Regions from separate parts of the Sus scrofa genome. Here region 1 is linked to region 2. A link is a contact called in public HiChIP or PLAC-seq data. All regions are on one chromosome and are shown on one strand. The core of a region is the stretch at or near the end of the contact, and the rest is flanking DNA. Distances in the headings are between cores, read along the strand shown.

The links. HiChIP or PLAC-seq counts read pairs in DNA pulled down with a chosen protein or histone mark.
Region 1: a contact with region 2 is called in an H3K27ac HiChIP or PLAC-seq map of alveolar macrophages. The contact joins two enhancer-like sites. A contact is called at or near these places in 1 of 47 Hi-C or Micro-C datasets (embryonic fibroblasts) and 1 of 2 datasets of contacts at active chromatin or transcription factors (alveolar macrophages).

Annotation. Positions count from the first base shown.
Region 1 is chr14:129,709,363-129,712,062 of Sscrofa11.1, forward strand. MCMBP (minichromosome maintenance complex binding protein) reads right to left here. Exons shown (of 16, transcript NM_001243591.1): 2 at 1,077-1,162; 3 at 187-327; 4 at 15-56. Among named protein-coding and RNA genes, the nearest start is that of MCMBP, 31 kb to the right of the region's middle. Within about 2 kb of position 1,264, at least 7 of the 83 cell types and tissues checked have an H3K27ac peak or open chromatin away from gene starts, as enhancers often do. A contact at or near this core is called in alveolar macrophages, where this site is marked.
Region 2 is chr14:129,378,187-129,380,886 of Sscrofa11.1, forward strand. No RefSeq gene overlaps it. Among named protein-coding and RNA genes, the nearest start is that of RGS10, 45 kb to the right of the region's middle. Within about 2 kb of position 1,420, at least 9 of the 83 cell types and tissues checked have an H3K27ac peak or open chromatin away from gene starts, as enhancers often do. A contact at or near this core is called in alveolar macrophages, where this site is marked.

The DNA.
Region 1 (2,700 bases), core at 14-2,513, 330 kb after region 2:
TTAAGTGTACATACCCCACACTCTGCTACATCTCTATATTTTCCAAAATGAAGAACCTACGACCAAAACAAAGAATAAAAGTATTGTATCAGTATATCAGAATCAAAACTACCATAAACAAGACAAGTACAAAATTAATAGTACTAATGATAAACAGTAAGTTTCACTGAAAAAAGCAATACATACACGTGCTTTTGTGTTTCGGTTAACAGTTTCATACACTCCCATGTAAAATTCAGGGTCAAACATATCCTGAATCATGCAACGAAACTTCACAAAACTATTAGGTTTCAAATAATGAAGGGGAACTTCATTCAATGATGGTACCTTAAAGGAAAACAAACAGTCAATTCAAAATACACTGTCTATCAAATATTAAGCACATATAGCTACCTATATGTATATCCAAACTCAAACTGCAATCCCCCCCAAAACACACACACACAAATCAGGGGCATCAAATGATCTCAATGGTCAACATAACACAACTGCTGGACAGAAGTACTCTCCACATTGGTACAAGTTTGTACGATGACATCTGACAATAAGAAAGCCTTTTCTTCACAACCCTTCCCAATAAACAGAGAGGCATTTCCTTTGTTGAGCTCTTCTCTTAAAACTCATACACACCAATTCCTTTAAAAAGAAGGTAATAAAGCAAAAGATAACTGAATCTCTCTTAACCACCCATTTTTTTTCTCTCTGTAACACGGTCATTTACTGCCACCTAGAGGCACCAATATAGAAGCATTTCATTGGGGTTTTTTTTGTTTTGTTTTTTAGGTTTTTGGGGGTTTGGTTTTTTTTTTTTGTCATTGTTTAAATTTAAGTTGCAAAAGAGACCCCAAAAATTTTTTTGGTCGTGCCCAGATTGCGGAAGTTCCTGGGCCACAGCAGTGACAACACTGGATCCTTAACGTGAGCCCCCAGGGAACTCCAGAGACCAAGATCTTTGAGCAGAGGGCAGCACACACTAACCTACATATTCTTCAAGTACATGTGGATTACTATTCTACTGAGAATAGGTGAAAGTTTGCCCAACTGCACCCTGCCCCCTCGAGCAACAGTACGCTTACCCATTTAGGAGCATTATTTTCCTTCAGCTTTTCCTTAAAATATTCAATTACTTTCTTCTCCCAGTCAGGATTAACTCCATTTTGAGCTGAAAGAAAAATACATTTTTCAAGCTGGACTTACACGCTATAATAACAGACTATGTCCATGTGAGTCACACAAGTGAGTTTAGTGCACTGTGTAAGTCAGGGAGCACGGCTGGGGGTTAGTCACTGTGATCAGGGTGGGGCTGACCTCCTGCAGGGCACCCCCAGAATAAGACAGGAGGCTCCCTAAACAAAGCAGCACGGGAATCATTTGAAAAGCACACTGCTCTTTGAAAGCATTCTTAATTCTCATTTTATTTGGGAATAACCTCAAACTTTCAAAAACATCACATGAAACGTACAAAGAACTCCTGTGGCCTTGCCCCCTGTGCTCCCACTCCCTCTTTCACACATTTTCCTGACTCATTTGTGATTAAGTTACACACATCATATATTTTTACCTTTAAACAGTTTAATGTGTTTCCTAAGAATACGGAGATTATCTTACATAACCACAGTACCTGTTATCAACCTCAGGAAATTCAAAATTGAACAATGCTTTTTATCTAATCTACCAGCTATTTTCCAACTTGCCCTCTGACCCAAGACTATCCTTTACAGAGCACTCTTTCCCTTCAGCACAGGACTCAGTCTAGGTTCACACACTTCTTTTAGTGATCATTTTTTAAAAATCTCCTTTACTCTGGAACAGTTCCCTCAATCTTCCTTCCTTTTTTTTTTTTTTTTTTTTTTTTTGTCTTTTTAGGGCCACACCTGCAGCATATGGAAGTTCTCAGGCTAGGGGTCAAATTGGAGCTGCATTTGTCAGCCTACACCACAGCAATGCCAGATCCAAGCCGTATCGCCAACCTATGCCACAGCTTGTGGCAACGCTGGATCCTCAACCCACTGAGCAAGGCCAGGGATTGAATCCGCATCCTCAGGGAGACCATATGAGGTTCTTAACCTGCTGAGCCGCAAAGGGAACTATGCCTGATGTTTCCTTATGATTAGACTGCAGTTGCGTCTTACAGTCAGAGTGCTGCATAAGTGATGTTGTGTCCTTGTAAGTGTATCACCTAGATGTCCATCTTCCCCTCACTGATGACATTAATTTCCACCACTCCGTCAAAGTGAGAGCCAATTTCTCCACTGTGGTTACTTTTTTTTCCCTTACACACTAATAAGCAATCTCCAGGAGATACCTCAAGACCATGCAAATAACTTGCACAAAACTTGCCCCACCCCCAAGATTTAACATCCATTTAAGTTACTGGTAATTATGTTTGCAAAATGAGAGAAAGCTGCTTTTAATGTCATGTTAAAGATAAGAAAACCAAGACTTTGAAAAATTATGGGGAGTTCCCGTCATGGCGCAGTGGAAATGAATCTGACTAGGAACCATGAGGTTGCGGGTTCGATCCCTGACCTCGCTCAGTGGATTAAGGATCTGGCGTTGCCATGAGCCATGGTGTAGGTCACAGACGTGGCTGGGATCTGGCATTGCTGTGGCTGTGGTGTAGGCTGGCAGCTGTAGCTCCGATTAGACCACTAGCCTGAGAATCTCCATACGCTGAGGGAATAGCCTCAAAAAGAAGGA
Region 2 (2,700 bases), core at 170-2,669:
CTCATTGGGTTAAAGGAGCCAGCATTGCCGTGAGCTGTGATGTAGATCACAGACATGGCTCAAATCCTGCATGGCTGTGGCTATGGTCTAGGCCAGCAGCTGCAGCTCCAATTCGACCCCTAGCCTGGGAACCTCCATATGCTCCAGGTGTGGCCCTAAAAATACCAAACAAAACAAAACAAAAAAAACCCTCGAGTCTCAAAGAATTCGGTGCATGAAGGAGGGGCCGTGCTCACTCCACATAGCTGGGCAAGGAGTTGGGGACAGGGCAGTTACCTCTGTCTGTGAGAACTGAGGCAGGAAACAGGAAGGGTGAGAAGAGGAGCACAGCGGGGGCCCTGGGGTTAACACCCACCCATCCAGAAAAGCACACCACAAAAACGACTCCAGATGCTGGCAGTGTGGTGGTTACATGTGTGTAAACAATTGTGGACATTTATTGAGCAGCCCACTCAAGGATTGTATACTTTACTGAACATTAATTATTCCTCACTCAAAAAAAAAAAAGCACCCCCCCCCCACCAAGTAATCATCCCAGAGAGCTAGGAAGGAGAGTGAACACTTTAGCCTCTTATCTCGGAAGCTTCAGGAATAATAACTACAGTTCAGAACAAACACCAGAGATAAAAGATGAGGATCTGGAGATAGATTTGTAATATCCACCGATGAGAAAGGGAAGTACTTAACTTATCTGAACCACTTTAAACCTTTGAGCTTCAGTGGATGAAGCGAGTCCTTTCTTGATCTCTTTGTTAATGCAGCTTTAGTACCTGGCAGTTTATTGTGCAAAAAGTCCTGCAGTTCTTCGAGAAACTCGCATCAAAACACTGTTGCAAAACACGGTTTCCAAGTGCTTAAAAAAAATTAGCAAGTGACTTTAGAACTGGGTGAAATGAAAGTCCCCCACGGTAGCCCATCTGGGTCTTTGGAGCCAGCAGAAGCCAAGGTTGGTGTGTGGGGGCGGTGGTAGGAAGACGGGCTGGTGGGGGGCGGGGAGGGAGGGAATCGGGAACCAGTGAAAAGAAGTAAAAGAACTTCAGTGCAAGCCCAGGAAATGCCTCGTCCTCCTGCCTAAACAGCCATGGGACCGCGGGGGCTAGGAAGGATACCAGCAACTGCTCCACCTTCCTGCCACTCGCACTGTTAGACGCGAAGGCCATGGCACGGACCCAGCAGTTCTGGGGCTGCCCCATCCCCAGACCTGGGCTCTTGGAAGGTGTTTAGCACAAAGATCCTTTTACAACCAGACCTGGGGAGAGGGGCAACACAGGGCGCTCTGGTGGGGAGGACCACTCCCTGGGGGCAGGGGTGATGCCCAGGGCCTTTGAAGTTCCTCCTGAGTTGCAGGACAGTCCGCAGGGAGCCCAGCTGTTTGCTCCCTCCATGGCTCAGCAGCTCCCCCGTGAGCCCGAGCTGGGAACTTCAGGAGGGCCGTTCTCTTACTGGGTTCCGTGGAGTCGTGGACATCCTGGAAGGCACAAGGGGTAGCTCCTCCCCCAGGAATCAATCATTCTGGAGGGCCAAGGGAAAGTTGCAGAGCATTTGAGCAGCTCCCCAAAGGTCATCTGCTGGGTTCCCTTCTCCTTCCCTCAGATGCAAAATGTCTCCAGAGGTGACCACCAGCTCCCTGTTAGCACTGCTTTTCCTTGGTCAGATGTCAAGCCCTTCAGAGACTCTCAGACTTCTGCCCTTTAACTTGGCCATTTGGCTGAACTAGGAACCTAGCTTTGGGTTGGCAACGGAGCCATCTCCCAGCCTTGATACCCAATCCCAGGCCTACCTTAGTTTCCCCCTCCCCTCCCCTGTTGCCCGCTATGTCCACCAGTGTTGACCCAATCCTGCTCTGACACCTACCCACTTTCTACCTCAATATTCAGATCTAGCTCCCTGGCCCTGGGGCCCTTCCTGTGGCCACTGAAATGACATGGAGGAAGAGGCCCAGACTGGTGTCACCTTGAACATTCCATATGACTCTGAATCATGAATATTTATTGACGCCCTATGGATGGGGTGCTGTGCTAGGCACGTTACATGTATCATCTCATTGAGTCTCACTGAGTCACTCTTAGCCCCATGTAACAGGTGAGGAAACTTAGGCTTGGAAAGATATGTGACCTGCCCAAGATCACACAGCTAATAAATGATGGAGCTGGTTTAGAATTTAGGCAGTCGGAGTTCCCGTTGTGGCTCAGTGGTTAACGAATCTGAATAGGAACCATGAGGTTGCGGGTTTGATCCCTGGCCTCGCTCAGTGGGTTAAGGATCTAGGTCGCAGATGCGGCTCGGATCCCAAGTTGCTGTGGCTCTGGCGTAGGCTGCCGGCTACAGCTCCGATTAGACCCCTAGCCTGGGAACCTCCATTTGCCGCAGGTGTAGCCCTAAAAAGACCAAAAAATAAAAGGCATTTGAACTCCATGACGTGAGCTTAATAAAAATTCTCACGCTAGCCAATAGTAAATCATAAAATAATTTGATTCTGGAAGAATCTCTAGCTAAAATTCTGGGGTAATCTGCATTTATAGGAAAAGTGGACCCAGGTTTTCACGTCTCCAGATGGGCCATGATCTTAACTACCTAAGGAAACTCAGGAAATAGTCCCTCCACGAGGGGAAGGGATGGCCCTCCCGGGAGACCAGGGCCTCACCTCTGTTATCAACAGGACCTGTAAATATATTTACAAAGCAGCCCAAGGCACTGTAT